Linked DNA regions of Pan troglodytes: region 1 is linked to region 2. A link is a contact called in public HiChIP or PLAC-seq data. All regions are on one chromosome and are shown on one strand. Each heading gives the region's core, a stretch centred on a gene start, on an enhancer-like site or on the middle of the called end of the contact. The rest is flanking DNA. Distances are from core to core; before and after follow the strand shown. Region 1 holds the start of IGF2BP3 (insulin like growth factor 2 mRNA binding protein 3). Region 2 holds the start of MALSU1 (mitochondrial assembly of ribosomal large subunit 1).

Evidence for each region. HiChIP or PLAC-seq counts read pairs in DNA pulled down with a chosen protein or histone mark.
Region 1: an H3K4me3 HiChIP or PLAC-seq map of stem cell-derived excitatory neurons shows a contact between it and region 2, with 4 times the contacts expected there. The contact joins the promoter of IGF2BP3 here to the promoter of MALSU1 in region 2. A contact is called at or near these places in 1 of 7 Hi-C or Micro-C datasets (stem cell-derived neural progenitor cells) and 1 of 1 datasets of contacts at active chromatin or transcription factors (stem cell-derived excitatory neurons).

Annotation. Positions count from the first base shown.
Region 1 is chr6:29,289,020-29,292,951 of NHGRI_mPanTro3-v2.0_pri, forward strand. It overlaps IGF2BP3 (insulin like growth factor 2 mRNA binding protein 3), which reads right to left and starts at 1,579. Exons shown (of 15, transcript XM_001157593.7): 1 at 688-1,579. The coding sequence starts at 862.
Region 2 is chr6:29,124,163-29,128,420 of NHGRI_mPanTro3-v2.0_pri, forward strand. MALSU1 (mitochondrial assembly of ribosomal large subunit 1) reads left to right here and starts at 1,664. Exons shown (of 4, transcript XM_001157652.5): 1 at 1,664-2,088; 2 at 3,319-3,497. The coding sequence starts at 1,833.

The DNA.
Region 1 (3,932 bases), core at 329-2,828, 160 kb after region 2:
GCCCCGCGCCAGGGCCCGGAGAGCGGCGGGCGGCCGGTGCGTGGCGGCGACTCCCTTCCAGGCGACCAGCCGCCCCCGCCCACCTGCCCCTATCGCTCGTCGGACCAGGGGAGGTGGAACGGGGAAACCGGGCACACACTCTCTCCTCCCACAGGGTGGGGAGGAAGCGCGGGGCCGCCTGTGCGAAGCACCAGCCTCGCGGTCTCACTCGGCAGCACGGTCGAGGCCACTTTCCGTTCTCCACGGCCGGGGGTTTCGGGGCGCAGCACAGACAGCGCCGTAAATAACGACCGAGGAAAGCAGGAAGGAACGAGGCACAGGCGGGCATTCTAGCTCGGCCCCGAGGCCCAGCGTGCCGGGGCCTGGAGCACGCGCCTGGGCCCGGGCGGGGCGCCGGGGGAGCGCGCCTCCCCCAGCCCCGCGCCCCCCTTAGCCAGCGCCGGGGCTTTCTTGACAGCGCGTCCGCCCTCACCCAGCAAACCCCGGCCGGGGAAGCAGAGCCGCGGGCCGGAGTGGGAGCCGGAGCTGAGGAGAGCCCCGGCCCCCACGCGCGTGGGTGTGGGCGCTCAGGCCTCACCCCCGCTCCCCCAGCGCGCCGGGCCTGGGGCCCGCGGAGCCACCCGGTGGGCCTGGGCGGGCGGTGCAGGGCTGGGGCGAGAGCCCGGGTGGGGCCAGGCCCGGGCCCACCTGAAAGCGCCTCGATGGCCTTGAGGGCCCAGCTCTCGTCCGGGCAGTCCACGAACGCGTAACCAGTCTTCACCAGGAAGGGTCCCGACACCGGGATCTTGGCGTCCTTGAAGATACTTTCTAGGTCCGAGGGGGCGGCGTTCTCGCTGAGGTTTCCGATATACAGTTTGTTCATTGTGAAGAGTGGTTGTTTAAAAAAAAATAACGAGAAAAACGAAAAATTAAAACCACCCACGGTGATGGATGGATCCAGCTGGTTTTGTTCCCCTCGTCTTCTCGCCTTTAAAATACACAAACACAGTAAGAACCAAGCACAAGAACGAGGAGTGAAAAATCAGATCCGAGGCTTGTTTTTTCCTTGTCTAGATGTGTTTTAAAAGAGAAAGAAAAGAAAAAGCCTAGCTACAACCCAAACGCATCCACCAGTCTTCCTAAGTCTTAGGAGGAGGCGGGATTAGCAAGAGAAAGGAGGAGGAGGAGGGGAAAAAACTACTTTTTGTCTCTTCCTTCCCAACCCCTTTGGCTTCGGCCAGCGGACTGTGAAAATATCACACTACGTGAGGCAGGCGCCGCCTCCCCATAAAAAACCCAGAAGGGTGACTGGCAGGAGGGAGGGGAGAGGAGGAGGAGGAGGAGGAGGGAGGAAGGCGCAGGAGGCGGAAAAAATCCGCTCCGTGTGTCCGGCTTTTTGAATGAGCCACGTGTTCAAACTACAAATCAACGTCTCACGTGAGGAATCCCAGAGCCTCAATTAGAGTGGGTTTCGGAGAAAAAAGCGAGCGAGAGGAAGAGGGGGAGGGGAAACGAGATTGGGAGAGGGACTCTGAGAAGGGGGAGGAGGAAGAAGGAAAATGCTAAAGGAACCGCAGCCGGCACCAAGCGGGGCGCTGACGGTCACAACTCGAGTTTCTAAAGGGTTATCTGGTCTGGGCGGATCCTGGGAGGGAGGGCTGGAATATTGATTTTTTTTTTTAATGAGGAAATGGGCAGAGGTACTAACAGGCAGTTCCTCAGCTCTAGTTACCGTAGTTTTAATCATTCGATTTTTCAAAATAGGTTATTAACAACAAAACCAGAGTCACAATCCCGAACTCGCCTGGTGGCTTTAATGGCATTAGAAGTGTAACCCCAGCAAAGCCGCAGGCACGTTTCTAAGGCTGGCATGGACGGAAATGCTGCGAGGAGGGGTGGGGGAGTGGGTGAGGGGGGCAGGCGGTGGGGGCAAGACAGGCGGACGACGCGCCCCACCCCGTGCGCCCTTCTCGGGCCCCGGGCACCGCGCGAGTGGGGGCGGCCCGGGCCCGGGGTGGTGGGGGATGGGATCCCGCAGCGTCCTGGGCGGGTGTCTGGGCGACACCTCCTCCGCCTCCGCCTGCGCTCGCGGTGGCTCTCGGCTTCGCGTTTGCCATTGGTTGCGCGATTCAGAAAAGGCTCCAGGATAAATGAGGCCGGGGGCGGGCTTGGCCACTGGTGGGGGAGGGGAGTGCAGGGGCGGAGGTTTCTGGCTAGGGGCTGGGGTCGTCGGGGGCCTGGGCCGCTGGAGGAGAGAAGTCAAAGTGGGAAAAGTCGGTAAAGGGAAACCCTCTCTTCCTGTAGTTTTTAAAGGGGGAGGAGTGGAGTAGGCTGGTACTTTTATTTAAGTAATTTTAGTTGGAGAACTTGAGACTTAAAACTGGAAGACCGTCGTGCATTACCCCTAGGTGGTATTCGCATTTGAAAAATTGTTCGAGTCTCTTTCTGCCTCTTTTCTGCCTGGATTTGGCCATGAGAGCCATACATAATTTTCTTTATATGTAATGAGTACAATGGTGGTTGTCGGGGGAGGATTTGGGCCCGGTGGAGCCTTGTGGGCCAACAAAATGTGAACTGGAGACGAGCAATACGGAAACGAAGGCAGTGCTGGGGTTCTAGTGGAATCTCCAACTGTCGTTTAAAGATTGTGTACTCCACTCAAAGGTTTCATTTGCACCAGATACTTGTGTGTTTTTAACAGGTATATTTTTAACAGGTATTCTATGGAAAAGATAGAAAATTCTAATTTTTTAAGTGAAAGAAATTCTATATAACATGAAAATATAGACAAGAATCTTTAATGACTTGGTACTCTTACTGGTAGAAAAAAGGTATCCTGAATAGAGGAAATATTATGATTTACACTGGAAACATCTTCGGTAATTGATACAGCCTTGCTTCTCTATCAAAACCGTTGTTAGCATTTTAAAATGTGTATTTTTCATTTAAAAGGTGAATGGTAGACTTAAACATGGGAATTGTTGCATGATATAAAGAGTATTTACATTTTGTCTTTTAAAGGGAACTTACTTTGTAATTTTGTGTTAAGGAACCGGAAGGTGTCAGATCATCCATTTTAAATGCAACTGTTCTTTCTTACAGGTTTTTCTTTCCTGCCAAGCGAATCCAACATTTTAAACGTAAACACACTTTCACAATAATTTCATTCACGTTTAATTTAATGAAATGTTGTTACTTTATAAAATAGGGGGACAGACGTGTTTTTGTGTTACAGTATTTGTAACTGAATTAAGAGCTCAGCCTTGAAAGAACGTTTTGGTAAAATTTTTCTTTACGGTTAGGTTGAACTTTTTAAAAGCATTTTTTTCTTTTTTTTTAAAATAACTTTAGTTCTAAAGAAGAAATGTATTCTTTCTTTTGGCCTCTGTGGTATGCAAAATGTAAATATCAAAAATTATGGATTTATTTTAAATGTACCTGTTGTAGAACAAAAGCCATTTGGAGAAATGTTCTTCATACATTCATTTGGTAATATTTGCACTTCTCAATACCACTGTAAATTTTACAACCTGTTGATCATTTAACACTTTTAGTAATTTTTCATAAAAACAAATTGTGTGTGTTCAGCTTGCTTCCAAAATCAATTCAACTATGGCTTCTGGGTTGACTGTATTTGCTCTTATTAAAACTGAGACCTAAGGAAATATCTACTTCTAAAGCATGGAATAAATTGTTTATTTTCCATAAATACTAGTCCATGCTTGTCTGGCACTATCAAACAAATCTAACAGCTGGAATTTAAAACAAGTGTGTGTTTTGATGAAATATGTTCCTGGGACTCCTGTTAACCTAATCTGTGTATTATTGTAACAAACTGGATAGTCCATCTAGGACCTTAAAAACATACATGAGTAATATAAGCTCAGACATCAAAGAGAGAGGTGGATACAGTCCACTCCACTTCCAGTCTTCCAAGCATTTAAGGGTTGAGT
Region 2 (4,258 bases), core at 414-2,913:
TGAAAGGATATGGTGAGGTTGCCAGGCATGGTGGCTTGTGCCTGTACTCACAGCTGCAGTGGGGTAGATTGCTTAAGGCCAGGAGTTTGAAACCAGCCTGGGCAACATAGTGAGATCCTGTCTTTAAAAAAATTAAAAACAAAAATTAGCTGGCCATGGTTCCACATGCCTGTAGTCCTAGCTAATTGGGAGGCTAAGGCAGGAGCACCACTTGAGCCCAGGAGTTTGAGGATGTAGTTAGCTATGATTGTGTGACTGTACTCCAGTCTGGGTGACAAGAGTAAGACCCCATCTCTTTAAAAAATAAAAATAAAAAAGGGTATGGTGAGTTTGAAAAACAGCAAAAAGCAGATAAAGCGAAAATGATTCTAGCTGATAGAAGGGCAGCATGGAGGATGAAAAGAGTAGAAACAGACTGGAGACAGGAAAGCCAGGTAGGAGGCAGTCTCTGTAATTAGGCAAGAACTAATGAGGGTTTGGACTAAGGAAGAAACAGTGGAAATGAAGACAAGAAGCTGAACTCACAGAAACATTTTGGAGGTCACATAAGCAGGATTTTGACAACAGATTCGTTTGTTGTATGAAGATCCTGGACTGAATGAAGTCTAGGGTTTGGGAGTTTTGAAGGGATAATGACCCATTAAATGAGCTGGCAAATACAGGTGGTAAAGCAGGTCTGGGATGTTCAGAGAAGGGTGGGAACACGGAATGGATGCCAGAAGCTGGGAGAAAAGCCAAGTTCATGCCTATGGAAAAATGGAATTGAGGATGGGGCTAAAATTGGACAGAGGAAACTTAATCTGTAATGTTTTTCTTCTTTTCAAAAATAACTTGAAGTGGTTGTACATATCTGGTGTGATATACACAAATGCTTAATTTCTCTATTTTTAAAAAACTTCCCAAAATTAGTGCTTGGAATTATTTAAAATAATGTAGCAAACATTTTTGGAGTGCCTGCTATGTGTCTGGCATTGTTTCAGGCATTTGAAATATTTGCTCTTTATGAAGCCTTCCTTTCAGCAGTTAGCAGGCCTGGAGTTCAGAAGCCAGAAACTGGCTTCTGATTCTGACGCAGTCAGTAAGTGTATGACCTGGGCAAGTTGCTTCCCTGCCGCGTCCCACGCCCCCAAAACCCCCCACCCCCCACCCGTGCCAGGGATCTATCGCAGTTCTCAAGTCCTGTGACTTAATACCGCAGCTGGCACCTCAGAATTCCTTATTCTTACAGAGCTGGTCCCCACAGTACCGCCCCTGGGCGTAAACTCCTCCATACAGGGAGTGTAGATGATGGGCTGACCTAAGAACGGTTTCCAAATGGTCCTTTACACCTCTGCCTCCCACCCCACTCTAGCCCAGGATAACAGATTTTCCTCGTGCAATTTCAAATTTGCAAGGGAATCTTGAATATTTTTTGGTAATGAGAGAGGGTAGATTATATGTCCTAATCCCAGCCTAATCAGATTAACAGCAACTTCTGGACATTCAGTACCAGGAACTGTTTTAGGTGCTGTGGAGAGAACAGTTAAAAATGAAACAAAAATTATTGCCTTCATGAGCCTTACATTAGTGGACAGAGTCCAAAAAAAAAAGTGACACGTAATGCGCTACTGCGACACAAAGCAAAGCAAGGTGGGCAAGCAACACCAGTTCTTTATTCCCGCACGCCCTAATCCCCAAGTAGCTCTTCCGGGTCACTGCAGTCTTCACGGGCTGCAGACTCCGCCCATGGTCCGTCCTTCAGGCCTTGACTCCGCCCACGCATCGACGTAGAATTTCCCGGCCGGGCTCCATGAAGTACCACCCACCTGCGACGCCGACGCAAGGCTGCTGCTATGGGGCCGGGCGGCCGTGTGGCGCGGCTGCTCGCCCCACTAATGTGGCGCAGGGCGGTTTCCTCGGTGGCGGGGTCCGCGGTTGGAGCCGAGCCCGGGCTTCGGCTGCTGGCCGTGCAGCGGCTTCCCGTGGGAGCAGCGTTCTGCCGGGCTTGCCAGACCCCAAACTTTGTCCGCGGCCTGCACAGCGAGCCTGGGCTGGAGGAGCGGGCGGAGGGGACGGTCAACGAGGGACGCCCAGAATCGGACGCGGCAGGTACGGGCGTGGAGAAGAACGAAGGCGACCCTCTCCGGGCAGTCTGGAGTCAGGTCCCAGCCAAGGTGGCTCAGGGTTCCCCTCTATGTGCATTTCTTTTGGAGTCACAAAACTCCTGCACATCCAGAGCTGGAAGGGACTTCAAAGGTTGTTGGCGCCAACCTTCCCGTTTCACAGTGAAGAAATTGAGGGCAAGAGATGAACTGCAAAATCCCAGCCTCCCGGACGGCCACCTCCCACCCTTGGCATCACAGTCTCACCGTCCTCACTTCCTTTTACCCTCTTCCTAGGATCCTGGGAAATGGGTTTGTGGGGACTGTTGGGGCTTGAGGATTCTGAGGAGCCAGGGTCTGGGTGCGAAGGGGTGCCTAGGAAGCGCCAGTAGGAGATGGGTCCAAGTTAATATCCTCTCGTTATTGCTGACGTTTTTAGAAACTTAAGAATGGTAAATCACATCTAAGAATGTAGAGTATGAGAGGGAGAGGCCTTAGTGGGCTTAGCTGCTAGGTCCTTTGGAGTCGGCTTTAGAACTTGGGCGAGCTTTTAAATTTACAGCCTGTAATACTCCAAGCTGAAGATCAGAATATCTAAATCTTTACGGGAAAAAAAATTAGATTTTCATAGGTAACAGTTGTTAATAACCCGGTGGTTTTATATGAAAACTGGAAGGTTCAAAATAATAATTACTCAAAAATGTAGCTCTTTCAGTGACTGATCTTAGGCCACAGTAATTCTCCTAGGCCTCAGTTTCTTCATCTCTCAACTGAAGGTTGTGGACCAGATACTACCTAAGAGCCCTTCCAGCTCACAATTCTGTGACCCGTTATGACTGAGATTCAATTTAATATGCTCCAGGATATCACCTCCTACCCATTTTGTGGTGCTGTTTTTCTTTGCACAGCATTTCTGTGATTGTGGTGTATTGCTCCTTTTAAGTATTAGTCAGTAGAAAGTCATTTGTCACTGGTGTCTGGTTCTACTTGCATATGGTTAATAGCGAAGGATGTATAGTGGCTCTGCGTAATCTGAGCACCCTGACCATAAAAGTTGAGCGGTGCTATGATACTACTGCCCAGGTTCACCTTCCAGGAGGCCTTTACCCTGCTATCTGTAAAAACACTTTGGATCTAAACACCCTCATGGAGGAACAGTCAGCTGCCGGCATCTCTGGGTGCATACACGTCTATCTGCTTGGCCATCCTGATACAAACAACTATTTGTGCATTTCAGATCATACTGGTCCCAAGTTTGACATCGATATGATGGTTTCACTTCTGAGGCAAGAAAATGCAAGAGACATTTGTGTGATCCAGGTTCCTCCAGAAATGAGATATACAGATTACTTTGTGATTGTTAGTGGAACTTCTACCCGACACTTACATGCCATGGCCTTCTACGTTGTGAAAATGGTAGGATGCTTTCTTTTCTCTTTTGGACCATTAACTGAGTGGAGTAGTGACAGTGCATCAGGCCAAGGAGCAACACTTAGAGGGTAAACCCATCATACAAAGTTACAGAAGAAGCCCAAATTTTCAGAATTTGCATGAATTCATTTTATGTTCTTTGATAGTGAAACATATGGGAGCAAATATCCAGCCCTATTGAGTTAGGATATATCAAAATCTTTTCTCTTGTGACCGCAAGGAAGATTTTTTTTTTTTTTTTCTAATTGAGATGGAGTTTTGCTCTTGTTGCCCAGGCTGGAGTGCAATGGCGCGATCTCTGCTCACCGCAACCTCCGCCTCCCGGGTTTAAGTGATTCTCCTGCCTCATCCTCCTGAGTAGCTGGGATTACAGGCATGCGCCACCAGGCCCAGATAATTTTGTATTTTTAGTAGAGACGGGTTTCTCCATGTTGGTCAGGCTGGTCTCAAACTCCTGACCTCAGGGGATCCGCCTGCCTCAGCCTCCTAAAGTGCTAGGATTACTGGCATGAGCCACCACACCCGGCCGGAAAATAATATTTTATAACCTGAGGCAAGCTAGAAGACAGTATAACCAGAGGGATTTCTAGAGGCACTATCCATTACGGTAGCCACTAGCTACATGTGCCTATTTAATTATAAATTAAAATATAAATTCAGCCGGGTGTGGTGGCTCAAGCCTGTAATCCCAGCACTTTGGAAGGCCAAGGTGGGTGGATCACAAGGTCAAAAGATCAAGACCATCC